Linked DNA regions of Mus musculus: all the other regions are linked to region 2. Evidence: chromatin contacts called from public ChIA-PET and HiChIP or PLAC-seq data. All regions are on one chromosome and are shown on one strand. Each heading gives the region's core, a stretch centred on a gene start, on an enhancer-like site or on the middle of the called end of the contact. The rest is flanking DNA. Distances are from core to core; before and after follow the strand shown. Region 1 holds the start of Flvcr2 (feline leukemia virus subgroup C cellular receptor 2). Region 2 has its middle 17 kb from the start of Gm32296. Region 3 holds the start of Batf (basic leucine zipper transcription factor, ATF-like).

Region 1 (4,464 bases), core at 1,373-3,872, 200 kb after region 2:
TGGACATCTAGGATGTGAGTGGACTCCCACCTGAGACAGGTCCACAGACCTTAGCACACCCAACTCCATGACGGAAGTATCACTAAGGCTATTACACTCAGAGCATAGACAGCGCCATCTGCCAACATGAAAACAAAGACCTAGTCCATAGCTCTGGGACAATCTCGACACATGCTAGCCTTGCTTTTTGGCTTCTGTAGCAGTGCTTCTGGCTAACTGTTCTTACTAATTAAGATGTGGCGACTCAAAAAGCGGCTTTCAGGGGGCTGGTGAGATGGCTCAGTGGGTAAGAGCACCCGACTGCTCTTCCAAAGGTCCAGAGTTCAAATCCCAGCAACCACATGGTGGCTCACAACCATCCGTTACGAGATCTGACACCCTCTTCTGGAGTGTCTGAAGACAGCTACAGTGTACTCACACATAATAAATAAATAAATCTTAAAAAAAAAAAAAAGCGGCTTTCTTCCTGAGCAAGTCTTGGTGCTACACTGGAATCCCAAACATCGCTAATATAGACTTTCTATAGCTTAAGCCTGTGTCTGAGCCACCTTGTCCAATGAATGCCCCACACCACCATCCACTCAGATAGATTCTATTTTTTTTAAAGATTATTATTGTTGTTGTTATTTACATTTACATCCGTGCATGTGCTCACAGGTCAGCATGTTGTTGTTATTTACATTTACATCCGTGCATGTGCTCACAGGTCAGCAGGTGCCTGAGGCTGGAAGATTCCCTCATGCTACAGATGGTTGTGAGCCACTCAGTGTGAGTGCGGGAACTGAACTCAACTCCTCTGAGAAAGCAGCAAGCCCCCTTAAACCCTGAACCATCTCTCTTCGCCATCACCTATTCTTGATTCTAATGTGCAGACTCAAGTTGTAAACACCACTGCAGAGCTTTAAAAGGGGGGGGGGGTCGGGGAGGACAAGGAAGCAGTGTCCCTCAAGATTCAACGTGTGAACACACATGAATCACCTGGAGATTCTGTTCAAATGTTCTAATTCAGGAGTTCTGGGCTGAACCTGGGGATCTGGGAATCTTCCCTTGAAACAAGCTTGGCAGGGGGGCGGGCATGGTGATATACACCTGTAAACTCACCATTTAGGATTGAGAGGGTGTGGAATTCAAGGTTACCCTGAGCAACCCTGTCTCAAAAAGACCAAGCCAAAACAGACAAAAAAGGCAAAACAAAAACACCACCAGGTTTCCAGGAGCCACCCAGGCTGCAGCTCAGACTGCTCTTATGTAACTGTGTGGTAGCTTGAATGATGGGAAGTATGACTTTTCAGGCCAGCTGGGACCTTAGTTAACTGAGTTCTAAAAGGCTTGTTTTCTTGTCTATAGCACGAGGCAAGAAGGCCGAGAGCTTACAGCTCGATGTTTTCAAAGCCTTGAGTGCCTGCACATACACCATACACATGCACACATACAGACACACACACCCAGGGCAAGCAATAGTAACTACATTATAGAATGCCCGGCATGCTCACCCATGAAGCACATTTACCCCGTGGCAACAAATGCTAGCCTTTTGGCAGGATAGGAAACATTTGTTGAACGAATTATCAGCCAGGGATTTTTCTTTTTTTTTTTTTTTTTTTTTTCGAGACAGGGTTTCTCTGTATAGCCCTGGCTGTCCTGGAACTCACTCTGTAGACCAGGCTGGCCTCGAACTCAGAAATCCACCTGCCTCTGCCTCCCGAGTGCTGGGATTAAAGGTGTGTGCCACCACGCCTGGCTGGATTTTTCTAAGGGCCATTATTTCACCATCTACATTTTGCAAAAGAAACGGGAGCTCAGAAGTGGTGTTCAGTGACCTATTGTTACACGCCTAAGTCGCTAAACCGGAATCCAACCTAAATTTTGGGTTCTTTATCACTGTGAACCCATGGAGTTGTAGGGACCAGCGCAAGCCAGCATTCCTTCTCTGAAAGCCTTGCTTCCAGGCTAAGAGGTGACGCTCAGGGGATCGGTAGGTGGCAGCGGAGGGCTACGAGGCTGTATGAGTCACTTCGTTGCCTCACTCCCAGAGCCTGCGCAGAGACTTGGTTCCACAACTTTCCCTCCAGGCTATGCTTGGCTCGCGGGGTTCCCTAGTGGGAGACCTCAGGGACCCGTCAGACACTAAACAAGTTCATATACGAGTTCACCAAAATAAGTCTTTGTCGGCTGGGAGGTCTCTGAGAAAAGCAAGCATTCCTTTCACCAGGCACACTGAACTGTCACCTGGAGAGCCCAGCAAAAGAGAGGAAGGTAGGGATCTCTCTCGGATCCCCCTGAGCAGTTTAGGGACTCCGAGCCTCGGTGCACGCCCGCTGGCCCCGAGAAGACTCTGACCTCGGAAGGGCGTGAGGCGAAGTCCTCATTTACCAACGAAGACCTCTGGGAGTGGGGGGGACAAGTGAATTTAGGGAAAGTGTAGGGGTGGGGGCTAACCGGGCGGTTTCCATGACACCGGGGACGTCGGAGAGGAATGTACACCCCAACCTATGGCGAAACAAGAGCGGCGCCTTGCGAGCCCCGCTCAAGGAGGCAGGGGATCCTGGGTGGGAGGGGTTGAGGGGCGTGGGGAGCCGGGCAGGCCGGGGGGCGGGGCGGTCACGTGCGCCCGAGGGGGCGAGGCCCCAGCCTGCCCGGGAGCAAACCGAGCTCGCCCTGCCACAGTTCGCTGTTCAGGAGTCAAACTTTTTCCAGGACGGTCAACGCTTCATCTGGACAGCCTGGAACGCGTGGCAAGGCGTCTGCGGCCAACTTGGGGGACAACAGTTTGCTAGGGAGTGATCGTAGGAACCTGAGATCTCGATTTCTCCGCTAACAGAGGTGCGCTCCCGGAGAAGTGTTGCCTCAGCTCTAGGGGGACAGGCAAAAGGCTGCTGACCCATAAGACTGTAGGAGTCAGTACGTGCCTGGGATTCAGGAGCTCGTTGTGGTCATGGTGAATGAAAGTCTCAACCAGGAGGAGAGCAATGACAGACCTGCGCCAGAGTCGGAATTCCAGATGGACACCAGCTACTCCACCCAGCCCAGCGGCTCCATCCATCCCAGCGTCTCAGGCCACCCCAGCGTCTCAGGCCACCCCAGCGTCTCAGGCCACCCCAGTGTCTCCATCCATCCTAGTGTCTCCATCGACCCCAGCGTCTCTGTCCGTCCCAGCAGTTCAGCACTCCCCAGTACCTTGGCTCAACCCAGCGGTTTGACCCATCATAGTAGCTTGGTTAGAGAAGACAGCGTGATCAAGGTGAGCAAGCGTCGTTGGGTCGTGGTCCTGGTGTTCAGTTGCTACTCCTTGTGCAATGCCTTCCAGTGGATTCAGTACGGCTCCATCAATAACATCTTCATGAACTTCTACGGTGTCAGTGCCTTTGCCATTGATTGGCTGTCCATGTGCTACATGCTGACCTACATCCCTCTGCTCCTGCCCGTGGCCTGGATGCTGGAGAAATTTGGTCTTCGAACCATCGCTATCACCGGCTCAGCTCTCAATTGCCTGGGAGCCTGGGTAAAGCTGGGCAGCCTAGAGCCTCACCTCTTCCCGGTCACAATGGTGGGTCAGGTCATCTGCTCTGTGGCACAGGTCTTCATTCTGGGCATGCCCTCACGCATTGCTTCGGTCTGGTTTGGAGCTGATGAGGTTTCAACAGCCTGCTCCGTGGCTGTGTTTGGCAATCAGGTGAGTAGAGGGCGGGTGTGTGTGTGGACGGCTGTTCCAAAGAGAGAGAGCATCTCACCATGATGGGGCTGAGTATGTTAGAGGGTACCTGACGATGAGAGAAGCTGTAGTTTTCTGGTTCACAGACTTTATGACTCTTGGGTGGCTTTGTGGTTGGGTGTGGACTGACAGTGTAGTTGGGTGATTGTGACTGTCAGTGACATTGAAGATTAATGGGGCGGGGGTCACAAACAAAGGACTTTTTCTTTCATCCACAGTTTTTCCTAGCCTGTAGGAAGCATACTAATTAAAATATGATCGTTTTTTGATGGTGTTTCTCCCCAGCCTTTATCAGTACACCAGTTCCACCAATTTTAGGAATGCTGGTCTTTTCTCTGGTAGCAATCTTTGACTGCCAGGTGGCTGTTTAGGTGTCCTTGGTGGTTTTAGCTGGACCAGCCAGATTTGCTAGAACTCAAGATCCTCTGTGCACGAAACTGTGGGCTGGGCTGTTCTTACCTTTTACGCAGAGCTGAAACCAGGACACCTGGAACCAGGCTTTGCCCTAAACTCTCTGGGATTTAGAGCCAAGTCGAGTAGGAGAGAGTAGAAATCTCACTGCGAACTTCCAAGAAAGCTTCTGGTCTAAGCATCTTCTGTCTTTCTCCTTTTGCCTTTTCTCTTCCTGGGGCAAGCAATTCCACGTTCTTATGATCTTAGAATGGTTCTCACTTAGAAGCTTGGGTGTGTTATGCATCTGATTGCTTTCTCTGTGTATTTGAGGCAAAGCAAATGTTTATGGGCCCTTCTTT
Region 2 (4,474 bases), core at 376-2,875:
AGGAGGACCCTGTAATAGGTAGGGGCTGAGGGCTACAGAGAGAATCTGGAGGCCAGGAGGCGCCTCAGCTCTTTGTCTCAGGCTTGAAGTCTAACAGAAGTCATCAGCTCCCATCGAGGGATGTTCTAAGAGAATCAGTGATGCTCCTCATCACAGCCCCCCTGAGAATGTCATTTTCTGTTGTTGGCTTTGTTTTTGGAAGGACAAATGCAAGAACTTCTCTTAGGTCTTCACTCTGGGGGCTGCTGTATTTCTCAACACAGCCTTTATTTTCTGCGTGATATAAACCATGCACTCAACCATTCTAACCCCCACTCTTTTGCTTGGCTTGCTAGGAAGCTCATGTTCAAATCTACAGCCTCCTCCTGAACTCATGTAAAGACTCTCCCAACCTCAGAACAGAAATTTCTCCCTCAGACTCTTTGCCTTGCTTTTTCTTTTCCCTCTGTATTTCCTTACTTATCTATACTTTTGCTTTCATTATATTGTGGACATCTCTTAGAAATCATCTTAAGTTATTCTGGGAATGAGATGGTTAAATAAACACAAAGGTAGTGATGGGGGGCTTGCTTTTGCAAACCCGCTGGTAAGAAGAGTTGGGTGGCTTTGAACAACAGGCTATTCATAAGTACAGGGAATTTGCAAGGAACTCTGGAAGTCCCTGGGCTATTTATAGTTGCATTTTTAACAGATTCTAGAATCCGCTGAGTGGTGAATATGTGCCATTCTAACTGGAAAGGCAATTACCAAATTCCTTAGGAGTCCATTTGGCCAAGGCGTGGAAGCCCCTCTGCACTCAGGAGCAGGAGGCTCTGAGTAGAGCTGGGTTCCTTTGGTTAATACCTTCGTGTGGCCATTCAAAAGATCAAAGCTCAGACACTCAATCACAACCACTGATTTTGCAAATCCACAGCAACACTGGAGGGACTCCACACCCACCAAGTACTGAAGACAGCAGAGAGAAAGGGACCCAAGCCCTTATAAACGCAGAGTGTATGCACGTGACTGTTTCCCAATTAACACTCAACAGAGTCCTGGTGCCTTCATAGTGTCCTTTCTCAGCAGTGGGAAAAGAAACCCTCTGAGGCTTGAAATGACCTGATTGGGGTAAAATAATAAATAAATAAACAAACAAACAAATGCAAGAAGTAAAATTGTTTATTGTTTATTTATTTGTTGGTTGTGTTCAAGACAGTTTCTCGGTGTTAACCTTGGCTGTCTAAAACTAGCTCTGTAGATCAGGCTGCCCTTGAACTCAGAGATCTGTCTGCCTCTGACCCTCCCCCCCTGCAGAGCTGGGATTAAAGGTGTGTACAACACCACCAAGTTAAAATTATCTGTACATTATGCTAAGGGCTTGCCCACTTTACCTGTGCTCTAAAACCATAAGTAGGCTATGAAACCGCCTGGGATGAGATTTTAATGGAACCCAGGCTGCAGCACCAGGAAGGCACAGAGGCATAGTGGGGTAGAGTGAAGGAAGGGTTTAGTCTGCCAGGCACAAGTGCACCCAGCCTTCTGTCTTCTAACCACAAACTTTTTTACTTAGTACTGGGCCTGCCTGTCACAGCTGTCACGGGTGGTGGAAGTACTTCCCTAGACCTAAGGACACCTGCAAGATGGCGGGGGCCATCTGAGGTGCATCTGAAGCTGTCACTGCCCAAGTGTCATCCTCTGGAGTCATTACAGTGTGCCTGGGGCAGCCGTGACGGAAACAGAATCTCCCAGATGAGAGCTGTCAACACAACGACGTCCCCTCCAACGGAAGCAGCAGCTTTTGCAGTGGCCGTGACAGCTGCCGCAGCTTCTACAGTTAGACGGAGGTCTCTCTGGGCATCAGCTGCTGGGTTAGGGTCTCCCTGAGCAGCCATGAGGCACTGAAAGCAGCCTCTGCTCTTATAATGACAAGCTTCCCTGACTGCAGAAGGAGCAGCTAGTTCATGGGCAGTCTTGGAACTCCCAGGAAGGCACAGTGATGCTGTGCTTCCTGCTTTTCCTCTGAACCAGCTCAACCCAGTTGAGAGACACGGAGGCAGCCATGGTAGTCTCCAACCTGGCTTCTGTCCTTTCTAGACCTGGATGGTTGCCTGGGTGTTGCCTGGTCGCATTCTAGGCAGTCGCCAGTGTATCACGCTGTAAGAGGAAGATCCCACAGCTGTGTTGCTGAGGCTGTCCTTGAACTCCTGATCTTCCTGACTCCACTTCCAGACTTCTGGGATCATAGATATGAACCATCATGCCATCTCCTAGCCCTCTATTTTGCTATTGTTGTTGTTATTATTATATTTATGAAAACGAGAGCAAAAACTATAGAATAAACTCCAGAGGGAAGGAGCAGGCTTGAGCAAGCATGCCACTCAACAGCCTTACTTTTTATTTTGAGACAGGGTCTCAGTAACTTGCTCAGGCTGATCATGAACTTGTGATCCTCCTGCCTTAGCCTCTTGAGTAGCTGGGATTATAGGCCTATGTCATCAAGCTTGCTAATTGTGTATTTCAAAGGCACTAACAGAAAGGATTTAAATACACACACACACACACACATATATAAATATATAAAATTTTATTTTTATGAGTGTGTTTGCTTGCACATGTGTATGTGCATCATGTGCTTGGATGATGCCCACAGGGGTCAGAAGAGGATCTTGGATCCTTTGGACCGGGAGCTACAGATGGCTGCGAGCCACAGTGCTGGTGCTGGGAACTGAACCCAGGTCGTCTATAAGAGCAACACGTGTTCTTAGCTGCTGAGCCATCTCCCCAGCCCCTAGAAAGGAGTTGTATAATATCAGGGATTGCTTTTCTTCTGCTTAGTTCTATGACCTGATTTCCCTGCCTTAGATATAAGTAACTGGATGCTAAGAGGCAGCAGACATCGCGTCCAGTACAATTACTCTCCAGATAGCTTCCCTATTAAACAGGGTATTGTTGGGCAAGGTGGCTTACGTCTGTAATCCCAACAATCAAGGATGGGCAGAGGCCGGGGGACCACAAGCCACGGCTACATAGAGCGTTCTAGGCCAGTAAATTGCACGTCTGACTGTGCATTTGTATGCATATATATAGATTACATAAAATAAGAGCTACATAGTTTTGTGTATTACAAAGTTGTTGCCTTGAGTTCAGGCCCAGGATATATGGAAGAATACACCATAAACCTTAGGATCCACTTAAAGGGTCTGACCTTGTGGCACTGAGCCAGATGTGGGACTGCCAGCCATCTGCCCGTCCTATGGTGGAGTCTATCCCTAAGGACTCATAACCATTCCTCCCAATTTCTTTCTCTCCAAAATACGAGGCTGGGTTGCACGACATCATTTTAACTGACTGCTCAGAAGCTCATCACGCTCAATGATGTCATTATGCAAGTCAACCTGACTGGCATAAATGAGCATTTTTAAGGCGTGGGAAGGTGGGGGTGCTCCTGCCCATAAAAGCAGGGTCTTTTCTACAGGGTCGATAGACCTGTCTATGCCTTCCCACACATGCTTGGAAACCCAGACTGACAGCTCTGGGTGGCTGGGGGAAGGGTTGCCTGTGAGGATAAACCTGTCACTTAAATGACAGTGACTCCATTTTGAGATCCTGCTCTGATTAGGGGCAGGGGACAGAGTAGTTGGTGGGATGAAGTGTCGTTGCTTTTATTTATCCTCTCTCCAAAGACAAAACACAGAATCTGACTAGACTATACCTGGAGGCCTGGTTCACACTCCTGGGAAAGGAACGGCTGTCTGAAGAGCCACCCTTTAAGTTGGAAAGTGTGGCCTGAGGAGTTATTGGCCAGGATCAGAGTGTGGGAGACAGCATTCCAGCTGAGGGGGAAAGGATTTGTCTCACCTCCAGCCCACGAGACACAGCCTCCCACAAAGAGCCAAAGGAGCCCTTCTTAGCTAAAAATAAGTTGTCCCTGCCAAGAGAGGGTCCCCAGAGAGAGACCCCAGAGACGAGTGTCAGACTCTACCTCTGTGCTCCGCCCCACAGGATGTGCAGGCCTGGTGGTCCTCACACTGTGGCTCCAGACCTTCCCAGCTAATTTCACCTCCCTGGAGCGTGTCTCCAGTGTGGCGCAGCTCCCAAGCTGGGCGCCCGCCAGTCAGTCTGGCCAGGGAAGGAACTATTTTGGGAATTTTTATGATGGAACAATATTTTTTGGGTAAACAAACGGAGAGCTGTTAAGCAGGGATGCTCACCCTAGCTCCTGGTTCACCTTTCTCCACACAGAGGTGCCACAGAGGCGGTACTGTCAAGTGGGGGGAGAATAGCCCCTGGGCTGCCTACTGCCCCCAAACACACCCCATCATTCCTCCAGGGTAAATATTCATAGAAATCAATCAGTGGGGAAGGCTTCCCCCTTCCCAGTTCTATGCCTTGTATTCTTTGGAAACACCCTTGGTGTAGCTTGGGGTGATGGTGGGCTGGTCACAGTCCCATTAACCCCTTAGGGTCTTAGGCTCAGCTGGACTCAGAATACCAG
Region 3 (4,575 bases), core at 537-3,036, 140 kb after region 2:
AGACGTCCCGGCTGATCCACGTACCGAACTTATCCCCTACCAGTCCCCTGCCACTCTCAGGACCTCTGATCCGGAGACACTGGGCTCTCTGGTGTTCCACCTCAGGTGTGTGCCTGGACCTTTCTTCACTTAGCCTCTCTGCTCCCCCTCAGGTTCCTGCTCACGTGTGACCCCTTCACCAAGCCCTTCCTGGCCAGCTTACAAAAGTGGCCACTCTTCGAATTCTCCTACCCTGCTCTATTTTTATCTGTGACACTTGACACTCCCTGATGTATTATGTCAGCTCAGTTGTTTTACCTGTCTGCTCTCACCACTAAATACAAATTCTACAAGGATTGACTTTTATTATTATTATTATTATTATTGTTATTGTTATTATTGTTATTATTATTATTTTGATAGGTTTGTCCTTAGAACAATATTGTCGTCAGGCAGAATTGTAATCAGTGGATACAAAAATGCTTTAGGAGCCATAACATATTGTCAGCCCTCAGATTAATCGAGGTGAGCATTTGAGCCACACTGGGAATAGAGTAAGAGCTTTTATTTTAATATGTGTGCGTGTCTTGCCTGCACATATGTATGTGCCCCGTGTCCATTTCCTGGTACCCGAGGAGTCAGGAAGAGGACCCCTGGAACTGGAGTAACAGATGATTGGGCCACTGTCTGGATGTTAGGACTAGATCCCAAGTCCTCTGGACGAGCAGCCAGTGTTCCTAACTGCTGAGCATCTTTCCAGTCCCCAAACTTTAAAAAAAAATAGCCAAAACACTGGGATGAGAATGGGACTGTTCACTAAAGCGACAAGCGTGTTCGTGTCATGGGACACATGCCAAACACCGCCACTCCACAGCATGCTTTACAGAGTGGGGGACATTCCTATTCAAATTGTCATCCCTCATTGCAGTAGCCCTGAAAGGTAGTAGGTGGGGCAGGTTTTAGGTGTGTGTGTGTGGTGGGAGGCTGGGGGGGGGGGGAGTAGGGATAGGGAGTCACTGGATTCTCATCATATCGATCTGACTCCAAGTCCAGAGCCTCTGTCCCTCATTTTGACGTTCTCTCCTTGTTGGGTTATGACGTCACTGACTTCTGAAGACTCAAGGTCAACCTTGAACTCCTGAAGGAGCCCCTCCACAGAAGGTAGGTATCCTTTCTCTAGGGAGAATGAAAGTGTCTTGCTAAGAGGACAGGGGATAGATAATAAACTTCTTTAGCATCGATTCCAGAGACTCCCCGAGACTCTCAGCTAGCCCCAACGTCTTGCTTGGTCATCTGTAAAAGGCAGTGCCCTCCTTTCTTTTTGTCCCCAGCCCACCGAACTGTCCTATAGGTGAAGGAGGAAGGCCGGTCATAAAACAGGATGGGCAGTTGCTTTCGGGTGAAACCCAGAAAGGGTCCTCAGGCTTGTCGCTGACTGTATTTAGATTTAAAAATCAAGGCCTGTGACCTGGAGGCTCTTTCCTGCTGCTCTCTGCCATGTTGACAGCAGAGAACTTGCTAATTCTGGCCGGGGATTTTCCCTGTGTGGCTGTTTTTCTTCTTTATCTTCATCAATTGAAGAGCGCTCGCTCTGCCTTTCAAACTGCCTGCCGGAAGATACTGGGGGTTTGTGTATTTTTTTTTCTTTCACCTAATTCTGTGGTCTTTTCCCAGATGTGTATTTTCTCTCTACCTTCTTTCTAACTTGTTGACGTTTCCGCCCATGTGACTTCCAGCTTGAATTACCAGAAACCACAAGAGAGGGCCTGTGCGCAAGCCCCAAAGCAGCGAGATGTCCCTGTGGGGAGCAGTCCCTCTGCACCCGAGAGAGAGGAGGACGCAGGGGTCTGTCAGAGGTTGCTGTTGGGCAAGCAGGGGAGGTACCTGTGGAAGGTGGTGTGCTGGTGGCCCCCTAGCAGTCAAGAAGGGGAGCCAGCTAGTGAGAAGATCGCCCAGAGGCATCTGGGACGGTGTGGGAGAGCCCGGAAGATTAGAACCATGCCTCACAGCTCCGACAGCAGTGACTCCAGCTTCAGCCGCTCTCCTCCCCCTGGCAAACAGGTACCCCCTTCGTCCCCCTCCCCCACGCCCCGCATGCCTTGCCTTCTGATTTTCCTGGGGTGGTAGAAGAGGGGTAGGCTCCCTTGTCCTGCCCAGGGAGCTCTGTCTGGGGAAGGAAGTAGCTCGTGGCAGGAACTCTCTAGCAGACTCTGGACCGTGTGGTGTTTGCTATACAGAGGTCCAAGGGCTGAAGCTTCGCATCCCGCCACAAAAGCCTCTCTTTCCAAGAGGTACCCCTCGTCTCTGCCACTTAGGTTCCCACCGTGAAACTTTCTAGGAAGCTGGGGGCAGGGTGAATATCACAGAGCTTAGAAGTATGGTCAACCATAAGCAGAGGAATGTTCCAGTAGATCGCTGCTTCGGGCTCCACCCAAATCCTAGAGTTGTAGCTTTCCAGGAAAAAACCAAGCAAGTGGCAAGACAGAACCGAGGTCAGGGAAGAGAAATATAGCAAATCAAAGCAAGGTAGACAGGAGGAGAAGAGTGGCAAGATCTGCCTGCGGATTGCCTCGGTAACTCCAGCAGTCCGTGGGAAGGGAGGCTAAAGCTACAACCTGTATCTTTCCCCCCCACCCCCCATGTGGCTTCCAGATAGAAGAAAGAAGGCCATGGTCCAGGAGGCGTGTCAGAGACTTTCACTAGTAGCTAATATCATCCCTGAAAAACCAGGGATGGAGGGAAAGATTCTGAGACTCTTAGACTCTTGACTGATACCAAGCCGAAATGTCTCAGACTGAAAGATGCCTCCGATGGGATGCCTTTCTCACCTTGTGGTTTCTGGGTCTCTCTACCACGTTCCTGATGCCCCTTGTTCTAGACATTTCTCCTCCTCATCCAACATAGACCCACGGATTAAACTTTTTTACATCTCATCTTAAAAACTATATTCTTTCCTTAGCACACATATTGGGAGGGGCTCAGAGGTAGAGTGTTTGGCTCACACACATCCAGGGGGCTGCAAAACGCTACAAACAAAATAAACGTAAACTACCTGACCACCGGCTCCCACATCTGTCACAAGCCCTCACCAAAAGCCATACTGGTGAAGACCTCAAGAGGGAGATAGTCCCTCGCTCACGATGGTATCAGAGCAACTCAGACTGCCTGGAAGATGGTACCCCAGTCTCTTCTTAAGAAGGAAATTACTCACAGCTTCCATGGCAACCTAGTCCCTTAGCACATTAAAGGAAGAATATATCCTTGCCCTCTCTAACCCAATGTCCGTTTGCTAGAATGACCTGGAAAGTTTGAGTAAAGAGGGAAGGGAATCAGAACCTGACCCAAGGGTCTTTGCCCCTCAGGCCAGTGGAGGTAGGTGACAGGGTGGGGGTTGCAGAAGGGCTTCTCTTCCCTGATCTTCTATAGGAGATACTTAGAAAGCACTCAAAGAGCACTGTGTCCTCCAAAGCACCCGTCAGTGGCTCACTAAAGCAGGCGACCTGCACTTCATAAAATGATTTGGTGGTGGTGGTGGTGGGGTTACCTCATCTGTAGCAGGCATCATGTTCAGGACTAGGAAGGTCTCAAGATGTCTGCACAATGATGGACCGAATAAAACAGATCTGGGCGGCGCCCTCTGCCTAGGGGTGCAGCACAATGAAATTAATAGTCAAGGGGGAATTCTCAGAAAGGATTGAGCATCAGTGCCAGAAAGATGTCATACCCCTGGATGTCCATGAGCTCAGGGATCAGGGTGGAGAGCCTCAGCTTCGTACTGTGTAAAATAGAAAAGACGGTGCCTGCTCAGAAAGCTGGGGAGTTGAAGCATAGCGTCTCCGAACGCGCTTGTACAGAAGTTGGCACATGGTAAATGCTCAGCGGAGTTTTCAAAGACAACAGCAAAAGGAGCATCAAGAAGGTTTAGCATGTGCGCACACATGCACATATATACATGCACACACACTCACACGCACACATACCTCACATGCATACATATGTATACACACATGTACACACACACACACACACACAGAGTGAAGCTAGAACAGCTCTGGAGAGAGCAGAAGTGATGGCATCTTAACTGGAATTTCCCAAAGTAGCCCTCCTGAGGCTTCAATTTCTCTTCACTTTTGAGTAGCTTTTGATCATAAGAAGACCATAGGAGACCCAAGGGTGGGTAGCAGGGAATGCTGAAGAAAATGTCTTTGGGTACAGGCCTTTTGTAAATAAGGGGAATGGACAATACAGAAAGAACTGAGGACCGGGAAGGAAGGAAGGAAAGGAGGGAGGAAACCAATGTCCTATTTTGACTAAGAGGAACGATCAGACCTACCGTTGATATCTCTGCTTCCTAGGACTCATCTGATGATGTGAGGAAAGTTCAGAGGAGAGAGAAGAATCGCATCGCTGCCCAGAAGAGCCGACAGAGACAGACACAGAAAGCCGACACCCTTCACCTGGTGAGTACCCACACTTCCTACCATGCTCCTGCCCTTAGGCTCTGCGCCCCACACCAGTGAGGCTGTGGGGCCCAGCTCTGATGATTCTGCTGTGGTAGAGCTAAGTACTGGGGGAGAGTAGTAGAGGGCAAGAGCT

What was found. ChIA-PET counts read pairs in DNA pulled down with a chosen protein or histone mark. HiChIP or PLAC-seq counts read pairs in DNA pulled down with a chosen protein or histone mark.
Region 1: a contact with region 2 is called in an RNA polymerase II ChIA-PET map of memory CD8 T cells, with 8 read pairs. The contact joins the promoter of Flvcr2 here to the enhancer-like site in region 2. A contact is called at or near these places in 3 of 39 promoter capture datasets (embryonic stem cells, epiblast stem cells and trophoblast stem cells), 2 of 484 Hi-C or Micro-C datasets (CD4 T cells and bone marrow-derived macrophages) and 3 of 115 datasets of contacts at active chromatin or transcription factors (memory CD8 T cells, microglia and stem cell-derived neural progenitor cells).
Region 3: a contact with region 2 is called in an H3K27ac HiChIP or PLAC-seq map of double positive thymocytes, with 6 read pairs. The contact joins the promoter of Batf here to the enhancer-like site in region 2. A contact is called at or near these places in 5 of 39 promoter capture datasets (embryonic stem cells, liver, pre-B cells and 1 more), 2 of 484 Hi-C or Micro-C datasets (bone marrow-derived macrophages and nephron progenitors), 4 of 115 datasets of contacts at active chromatin or transcription factors (double positive thymocytes, embryonic stem cells, microglia and 1 more) and 2 of 9 other capture datasets (adipose tissue and pancreatic islet).

The regions. Positions count from the first base shown.
Region 1 is chr12:85,743,917-85,748,380 of GRCm38.p6, forward strand. It overlaps Flvcr2 (feline leukemia virus subgroup C cellular receptor 2), which reads left to right and starts at 2,623. Exons shown (of 10, transcript NM_145447.2): 1 at 2,623-3,673. The coding sequence starts at 2,936.
Region 2 is chr12:85,544,251-85,548,724 of GRCm38.p6, forward strand. No RefSeq gene overlaps it. Among named protein-coding and RNA genes, the nearest start is that of Gm32296, 17 kb to the left of the region's middle. Within about 2 kb of position 1,626, at least 56 of the 459 cell types and tissues checked have an H3K27ac peak or open chromatin away from gene starts, as enhancers often do. A contact at or near this core is called in double positive thymocytes, memory CD8 T cells and thymic regulatory T cells, where this site is marked.
Region 3 is chr12:85,684,934-85,689,508 of GRCm38.p6, forward strand. It overlaps Batf (basic leucine zipper transcription factor, ATF-like), which reads left to right and starts at 1,787. Exons shown (of 3, transcript NM_016767.2): 1 at 1,787-2,040; 2 at 4,335-4,439. The coding sequence starts at 1,978.